Regions from separate parts of the Bos taurus genome. Here region 2 is linked to region 1. The links are chromatin contacts, called in public Hi-C maps. All regions are on one chromosome and are shown on one strand. Each heading gives the region's core, a stretch centred on a gene start, on an enhancer-like site or on the middle of the called end of the contact. The rest is flanking DNA. Distances are from core to core; before and after follow the strand shown.

What was found. Hi-C and Micro-C count contacts between places; a contact is called where the count stands out from the background.
Region 2: a Hi-C map of liver shows a contact between it and region 1, with 2.2 times the contacts expected there. The contact joins two enhancer-like sites. A contact is called at or near these places in 2 of 11 Hi-C or Micro-C datasets (liver and skeletal muscle).

The regions. Positions count from the first base shown.
Region 1 is chr5:83,489,061-83,493,815 of ARS-UCD2.0, forward strand. All of the region lies in intron 52 of ITPR2 (inositol 1,4,5-trisphosphate receptor type 2), which reads left to right. Among named protein-coding and RNA genes, the nearest start is that of TRNAG-UCC, 28 kb to the right of the region's middle. Within about 2 kb of position 2,676, at least 14 of the 102 cell types and tissues checked have an H3K27ac peak or open chromatin away from gene starts, as enhancers often do. A contact at or near this core is called in liver, where this site is marked.
Region 2 is chr5:83,594,189-83,598,943 of ARS-UCD2.0, forward strand. No RefSeq gene overlaps it. Among named protein-coding and RNA genes, the nearest start is that of TRNAG-UCC, 77 kb to the left of the region's middle. Within about 2 kb of position 2,418, at least 6 of the 102 cell types and tissues checked have an H3K27ac peak or open chromatin away from gene starts, as enhancers often do. A contact at or near this core is called in liver, where this site is marked.

The DNA.
Region 1 (4,755 bases), core at 1,426-3,925:
AAATATATCTCAGTGGCAATCTGTTGCTTTCCAAGAAACCATAAAAAAGAAATAATTGTTACAGCAGAAAAATGGCATTAGTAAACACTCTTATTCAAGCATGTCCAGTATTAAAAAAATTTACAGACTAACACCTCAGATCAGGGGAATTATTTCAGAGTCAATAGGATATATTTTTATTTCTTTTCTCATATGAAATATTCCTATTAGGAATTTAAAAAAATCCTTCGTAATACTACTAAACTGAAAATGAGGATAATTTAACCTCATATTATTCAAGTACAGAATTTGTTGATTGTATTAAAACTATAGCTTTGCATGAGATTTGACATCCATCTATCAATAAGATTGCAATTATGATACCTAGAATTTATTACACCCTAAATACATGCCAAGCAGTGTTCTAAGTTACTTACATGAATATACTTAGTTCTTAAAATGTATCCACGTGAAAGTCTATTTCCATTAAGTTTTCCTTTCTGCATGTAAACAACTATGTCCTCTCACTTCTTTTAGAACCATCTGTTTTTCATCATTCCCCCTTTGCCATCATTAGTTCAATCATTGTTCTTATAACTGGAATCTTTTTCTTATTACCATCTAGTCTCTTTTTTCTTATAAACACTTTTGGGTCTTAATTGAATCTTCTTTAAGCATTCGCTTATCCCCCCCCAAAACTAATATCCTATTAATCTCTTTCCTTGCAGTACCAACTTTTTCTCTAAAAACAATTGATGTACACTCTCTCCTTCAATTTCTGAATCAACTCTCTTCTCTTCCACTATTTGCCATCTTCCTATTGTTTCCTGATGACCTAATTGTTAAATCCAGTGACCTTTTCTTCTTTCTCCTTGCCTTTGACCCTTGTGTAATTTTGATGTTTTTTGTTATTCCCTTCATCTTTAAATTAGTGTCTTCCTTAATTTTGAATCACAGTACATCATAGCTCTCTTGTCCTCTCTAGCCTTTTAAAATGTTTTCTCATTTTCATATCCCATAAACAAAGATCCTCTTAGATTCTTCCCTTGTCTTCATCAAAACACAAGCATCCAATTCCTCCTCCCTAAGTTTCTGTTTCTGTGTTTAATGAGACCATCCTTTCCCAAGTGACCGCTGCCTGGAAGCTTCAGTCTGGTGCTTAACGTTGCCATCTCCTTCCTATCGAGTCCCCCTAGTTCCTGTTCTTTCATCCTTTTTATTCTCACAGCCATTACTCTAATTCAGACTCATAGCACTTCATGCCTGAATTATTGCAACTGCCTCCTAAGTGGTCTTCCTACATCTAGTCATTCTCTCCTCTTCAGTTCACCCACTATATCACTGCTAAGACCACTTGTCAGAAATCACTGCTTTGAATAGTTTCTCCCCTACCCCAACTTAAGATCGCCACAATCCTCCATTGCCTGCCAGCTAAAATCCAAACTCCTTAGAGCTTTCAGAGAGCTCCCAGTTTATCTCCAGCCATATCTTACACTCCTCTACATACTGCTATTCATCTTTAAGCAAAATTTTTTTTTTAACTCTGGGGCTCTCTGTCCATGCCTTGTGAAATGCCAATCTCCTGCTGTCTTACTCTATTGAATAGTCACGGCAAACTCAGTATCTGCATTAATTAAAAGGGCTCCCCTCTCATTATCCTTATTATTAAAAGTTCTCTCTCTGTTTTGATCTCTTTGTGCCACTCGTGTGGCTTTTATCATGTGTTAATTTGTCTGGTTATTTAAGTCCATGTTTTATCTCATACTATTTTGCCGACTAGATGGTGAATCACCTTCCTTCTGTATGAAATTCTCCAGTGCCTCCTCATAGCTTTCTGTATAAAGTTTAAACTCTTCACCTGGGTGTATGATTCTTGCAATAATCTGGCCCCTACCTGCTTCTCTTCTTACAGCTCCCATATTCATCTGTATACCCCAGAGGCCCAGCCATTCCTGGTCTACTATGTTTTTTGGGGGGTGGGCTGCACTAGCAGCATGTTAATCTTAGTTCTGCAATCAGGAATAGAAACCACATCCCTTCCATTGACCGTACGGAGTCTTAACCACTGAACCACTAGGGAAGTCCCAAAGCCCAGCCATCCCAATCCATGTGTCATTCCGCAAACACTCCAGATACTTTCATGCCTGTTTGCCTTTGCTCATCCCATTTTATGTGCCTGGTATGTCTTCATTCATCTTATTGACGAAGGATGCCCCTCTTTCAGTAGTCAACCCAGGTGCCACCTTCTCTAGGATGCTGTCCATGACGCCCCAGCCCATGAGATGCATATCTATCCTGCTTCCTTGGTACCCAGGCCTTGCCTTTGTTCGTATGCTGACCTGTGTTTCCTAGAGGACCATGAGTTTCCTGGGGGTTGCAACACTTTCATCTTCTCACCTATATTTCCAGTGCCTAGCCCAGGGGCTCTTGATGAAGTGAAATGAGGCAGGCTTGGCATGGGGAAAGCCAGCTGGTTATGTAGGTAAGTGTCCACCAGGTGGCATTTACTTAGGTGAGTTCACCATGACTCAGGGCCTGGCTCTCAGCCTGAATGCCCGGGAGCTTGGCTCAACAAATCGTGAATAGATCCATCTCATAAAGGTAGAAACTTATTATCCACACTCACAGAGCCTGCTATGTGAAATCAGCATGCTTATGCACTAGTTATGAAGTGAGTGGACTGGGCTTTTGCTGGCATTGACCCTGACCTGGGCACTCTGCCTTTGTTTGCATGTCACACAGGAAGCCAGTTCTCCTCATGTGTTGGCGGCCAATCTATTTTACTTCACAATGGCTAATCACGTGAGTTGCGTGTGGATTGTACTGGCTCGCCTCCCAAAGAACAAACAACCTCACTTCTCAATTATTGGGGAGAAATGGGCGCACTTTCCTGTAGCTTCTGTGAACTGATTAACCCACATGTAATAAGTCTTTAGTAAACACTGGTGTCGTATGATCAGGCAGTTGCTGATTAGATAAATAAAAGCCACTAGATAGAAAATTATTTGAAAGTCTAACCGTGGCAAAGTAGCATAAGACATACTACACAAGATGGCACTGCTGGAAAACCATATTTCTCTTCAAAATTTCCTTTACCTCTTTTACATGTTTCTAACTTTTCTTCACATGCCTCTTGCCATCACCACCACCAGGCACTGGGACCTAGCCAAGCACTTTGCACACTGAGCTTTCTCTCTGTCTTCTCTGCCTTGCTTGTCTCTTCTGCTGCTCTGACGGCTGTCACCACAAGCTTCCCCTCCTCCACATCTATTCTGTCTCCAAAAGCAGTTTCATTTCTTCCACTTTCTAAGTCAGAATATGCCTTGATGCTCACCTCTGAGGTTCACGGTCCAGCGCAGGCTCTGCCAGTATCTTCAATGCCACATTTAGTGCTTGCCCACCTCTGACTTCCGCCCTTCTCTCAAGGTGTATGTTCTGCTTTTTTTATTTTTATTTTTTGCTGTTCAAAGCAAATTTATTTATTGTTCCTAATCAACACTATTAATAAATCCGGGATTCTGTATGTTATGGATTTTTCTTAACCACTAGATAGGTCAGAATTAGAATAAATGGTGAGCAGTGGGGTATGAAAACGTTTGATTTTTCAAGGGAGTCATATTTTTCCATCAGTTCCACTTCAGAATATTTTACTATGTATTTTTCCCCTCATCTTTCTGATTTTGAATTTCACTATGTAACTGATTTTAAAAAACAAACGAACTGGTATTCCACTATGGAGAACAGTATGGAGGTTCCTTAAAAAACTAGGAATAAAACTATCATATGACCCAGCAATCCTGCTACTGGGCATATACCCTGAGATGTATGTTTTAGAAAGAAACAACTCTGAGTAAAGGGAAAATACCAGATCCGCCATCCATGTGATGTTAAAGTCAGCTTACAAGAAGAAAGCCAGCCTTTCATAACAAAGTACCAAAGAAACTATAATGGATCATGTACACAAAATTAGAAGGATTCTTTTCCCTTTGGTAGTGGTGATTTTTACACTCACACCATAACATGCAGACTGGCTACATAATTCCAAAATTCAGCACCATTATGGTTTTTTAATCTAACGAGAAAAATACATTTCTTCTCACTTCTCAATTTAAGACATCTTGATTCTAATTCCCAACTTGGTGTGAACTTTTTATAATTTTAAATGACTGAGAGATTACTACCAATTTTAGTAATTTTATCTTAAAAAAAATAAAACTAGAAATTTTTCTGTCACATAGTAATTTTTTTCCTCTCTCTATTTGTCCCTGAATATTTTCACATCTGGAGGAGGACTTGGCAACCCACTCCCGTATTCATACCTGAAGAGTCCCATGGACAGAGGAGCCTGGCGGGCTATGGTCTCCATAGAGTCACAAAGAGTCAGACACGTCTGAAGTGACTTAGCATGCACATGTTCGCATAAACACATTCACATAAAGTAAATTATTCACATGAAACAAATTGTTCACATCAATGCATTGTAGCACTGTGCTAGTCATTCAGAAAGTGTAGTCACTTACCAAAGAAATGAAATAATATCTGCCCTCAACTTGCAAGCACTTACTATGCGTATGCCAATCTCTGTGCCAAGTCTTTTACATACCTTAAATAAAATCCTTAAACAACCCTCCAAAGAGTTTAATCCTTAAACAGATTTCCCCATTTTACAGATGAGTACACTGAGGTTAATAACTTGCCCAAGTCCCAGTTCTGGAACAGAGTAGAGTTTGAAGCTGGGCTCGCCTAGCTTTCTTTTACACATTCTTTCCCCTGGGT
Region 2 (4,755 bases), core at 1,168-3,667, 100 kb after region 1:
TCTCACACATGTCAGAAGAGCCATCACCAAAAAGTCCACAAACAATAAATGCTAGACAGGGTGTGGAGAAAAGGAAACCCTCTTACATTGTTGGTAGGAATGCAAATTTATACAGCCACTACAGAGAACAGTATGGAGATTCCTAAAAAACTAGGAATAAAACTGCCATATGACCCAGCAATCCCACTACTGGGCATATGCCCTGAGGAAACCATAATTGAAAAAGACACATGTACCCCAATGTTCACTGCAACACTATTTACAATAGCTAGGACACTGAAGCAACCTAGATGTCCATCAACAGATGAATGGAGAGAGAAGCTGTGGTACACATATACAATGGACTTTTGCTCAGCTAAAAAAAGGAAGATATTTGAGTCGATTCTAATGAGGTGGATGAACCTAGAGCCTAATATACCGAGCCAAGTAAGTCAGAAAGAGAAAGACAAATATCATGTATTAATGCATATATATGGAATCTAGAAAGATAATACAAATGATCCTATGTGCAAGGCAGTAAAGCAAACACAGACATAAAGAACAGACTTTTAGACACAATGGGGGAAGGAGAGAGTGGGATGATTTGAGAGAATAGCATTGAAACACATGCATTACCAGACATAAAATAGATAGCCAGTGGGAGTTTACTGTGTGACACAGGAAACCCCAAGCCAGTGCTCTGCGACAACCTAGATGAGTGGGAGGGGGAAGGAGATGGAAGGGGCCTACAAGAGGAAGAGGACATACGTATACCTATGGCCGATTCATGTCAATGTATGGCAAAAATCATCACAATAGTATAAAGCAATTATCCTACAATTAAAAATAAAATATTAAAAAAATAATTTAAATAAAATAAAAATTAAAAAAAAATTTGCTTAGGAAAGACACATGTTCACTGTGGCCCTAAGCAAGCTATCCCAAGCTAGATATCAAGAATTCTGAGCTCTACTACCCCTGCCTCTCAGCTTTGGTAAAAGGAATTAAGAATGACTGTGTTACTTCAGAATATTATCTTGGAAGCTCTATGCGTGATGGAATTTTACTGTCCCATAAATTGCCTATTTTCTTCCCAGTATGAATTATGATGGATACAGCTTTCTCCTCAAAGGAAGATGTGCCGTTTGAAAAGTTTTGTTCCCACACAGGGCGCATCACAGTGAGATTACCATCCAGTCAACTATGGAATTGTGACTCAGGACGCTCATGTAGACTTGATGCTTAAGAAGTTAACTGCATGATTCCCAGCTGTTAGGGCCCCTGACCAAGGCTGTTTGCTTAACTTTAAAAGAAAGCTTTCCTTTGGAACATACTTCCTAGTGAGCAGGATCAAGTGTTGCTTAATAGATATTAAATATATACAGAGTAAACCCCAGGCTTAGGCAGGGCAATTAGCCTAGGCAAACTCACTGTTCAGTTTTGGTCAGCAAACCAGAATTTTAGGGCAGAGTCAGGTCTGGAAGCCACGTGCATTGAGGATCTATGAAACCACCCACAGAGTCATCATTCTTCCAGGCTCAGGCTTCTCAAATAAAAATCCCACTCTGTTCCCTGGCCGGAGAGCCTCCAGGGCTGGTATTGCTCAAGTCTTAGTTCACAGACATGTCACTGTATTCATTCGCTCCATACGTATGTGTGCAGGTTGGCCTCATACACGAGAGTCCCAGTTAACAGAAACTTGATGTTTATGGCAAAAAGAACACATGTTCATTGTGAAAATTTGGAGCTTCAGGAAACATCATGAATAAAAAAAGGATTCACAATTCTAAGGCCCAGAAACTGAACACTTAACAGTTCAGTGTATATCCTTCCAGCTGTTTATTATATGCATGGGAGTATATATAGTTTTAAATAAGTTAGATTATTCTCACCTTGTTTTATAATCCTTTTCTACTTACTATTGTGGACATTTTCCCACATCTGCTAGGAAATTATTAATTGTTCTGCTATAGTGATTTTTTTCAATAGCTGTCCACTATTCCGAAATACAGAGGTCCTATATTTTACTTATTAATGCTTTGCAGTTTAACATTTAGATAATTTCCAGTTCTCCATCATTAAAGACAATGCTACGATGAACACTGTTGAACATTAATGTTTGTATATAATACTGATGATTTTCTAAGAATAAATATCATTGAGGGAAAATCGTATGTTCAAAATACGTGAAGTTTTGGCCAGCGTATACTCCCTCCCACAGAATAGGGAAGGGTCACCTTTCCAGAGCTGGCTTTTAGAATGAGGCTCCTCTGGGAGTCCCTCTTAGGATCCTCCTAACAGATATAACCTGCACCCCTAGAAGCTGCCCCAGGGCAGTTGTGTGCAAAAGGCTCTCTCTCGCGTCAGGGCCTTCTGGGCCACATTTACTCATCTCTGCAGCCGGGCCAGCCGAAGCATGTGGAGGTCAGGTGATGTGCGTGGGGTCATGCAGCCAGCGGTGACTCAGCCAAAACCGTTCCAGCTCCTGAACCTTGCTCCGATCACAAGGTTGAGAGCACTCGTTTCCCTGAGGCCCATTATTCCCAAATAATTAAAAGGCCGCTTGCCTTTGAGTTGGTGGATATTCAGTTTTGAAATGACTGATTCAGCCCCATGACTTTGCTAATTGGTGACACTAAATGCTGTACAATCCTGTTTTCCTCGTCGTTTTTGGAACCAGTCAGAGAATGATTTGTAGAGTTCTCCCTCTGCGACAGAATTTGCAATCTAACTGTGTCTGGGTGGCTCCAAGTGTCCACCTGAGCCTCTCAGAGACATAACTGCTGAACTGGATCAAAACAAAAATTCTGATTCATTATGACTCATACATAAAACCCAAGCTGCCTGGTAAGGCACCAGAACATCCTTATCAACAGAAGAAAAACTCTGGTGACACAGATTGGCCCTAAGATGAAGGCCAATTGCCTACATGATCCTCCACCCATTAAAGTGAATTCAATTCAGGTGACCCATCGCCAGCAAACCTAGTAAGACTAAGAATTCACAGGCGATTAGACCAGTATGGGAAATGACTGCATCTGATGCAAGCTGGTTCTTTGCTTTCATTGGTTTGCCATCCCTGGATTACTCCCTGAAATGATGCCTATGAATTCAGGGTTCTCCATGGTCACTGTACTTTGTTCTGACACTTAGCCATAGACAGGGGGTGTCAAAGCCCAGATGTTCCCCGAGTTGTGGACACCAACTGCACAAGGGTAAGAGAAAGTGAAAAAATACTGATTTAATATTTATAGTAGATATAAGCCTATTCAGATTGTCTGTTTCTTCTTGTGTGTTTTGGTATATTGTAAAGTTCAAGGAATTGTTCCATTTCACCTAGGTTATCAAACTTGTGGTCATAGTATTGTTCATGGTGTTCTTTTTTTTCCCCATGGTATTCCTTAATTAACCCTTTTAAGGTCCATGAGATCATGATGACATCCTTTTTTTCATTTCTGTGATGAGTAATGTGTGTCTTCTACAAATTGGAGTCTAGCTACAAGGTTATTGATTTTAGTAATCTTTGCAAAGAACCAGCTTTTGATTTCATTGTTTTTCTTTATGGATTCCCCCTTTTCAATTTCATTGGTTTTTGCTTCACTCTTGACCATTTCTTTTCTTCTGTTTCTTTGGATTTAATTTTCTCTTTCCCTAGCTTCTTAAGATAGAATCCTAGATGGTTGATTTTATATATTTCTTCTTTACCATGAATAAATATTCATATTATACTGTTATTTTACATCTTATATAATTAAATATTTCTTTTTTGCTATATTTTTCATTCAATGCTATAAATTTCACTCTAAGTAGCACTTTCACTACCTCCCACAAATTTTGATAAATTGAGGTTTCACTTTCATTTAGTTAAAAATATTTTAAAAATCCCATTGAGAACCCTTCTTTCACCCATGTGTTGTTCAGAAATGTGTTGTTTAATCATTTGGGAGTATTTTGGGGTTTTCAGTTATTTTTCAGTTATTGATTTCTAGTTTTAATTCTGTTGCGGTCTGAGAACAGACTTGTATGATTTCTAATCCTGTAAATTTGTTAAGGTGTGGCTTCTGGCCCAGAATGTAGTCTATCTTAGACAATGTTGCATGTGACCTTGAGAAGAATGTGTGTTCTGCTGTCATTGGATGAAGTACTCTACAGTTCAGTTCAGCTCAGTAGCTCAGTCGGGTCTGACTCTTTGTGGCCCCATGGACTGCCACATGACAGGCTTCCCTGTCTATCACCAACTCCCAGAGCTTGCTGAATACTTAATATTGTGCTCATCCACTTAAAAACAAATTTATCATAAGTTGTATATTAGTAGTCATATATAAGTATACAATTTGATAACTTTTCATAAATATATACACCATGTAACAACCTGCCCAGTCAGAAAATTCACTTGTGCTACTTTGCAATCTCCTCTCCCCTCCTCATGACTCTCTGACAATCACTGATGTGATTTCTACCACCATATATCAATCTTGCCAATTCTACAACTTCATAGAAATGGAATCAGACAGTATGTAATCTTTTGTACCTGGATGATGTCACATTCTGAAGGAGATCAGCCCTGGGATTTCTTTGGAAGGACTGATGCTAAAGCTGAAACTCCAGTACTTTGGCCACCTCATGCAAAGAGTTGACTCATTGGAAAAGACTCTGATGCTGGGAGGGATTGGGGGCAGGAGGAGAAGGGGAGGACAGAGGATGAGATGGCTGGATGGCATCACTGACTGATGGATGTGAGTCTGAGTGAACTCTGGGAGTTGGTGATGGACAGGG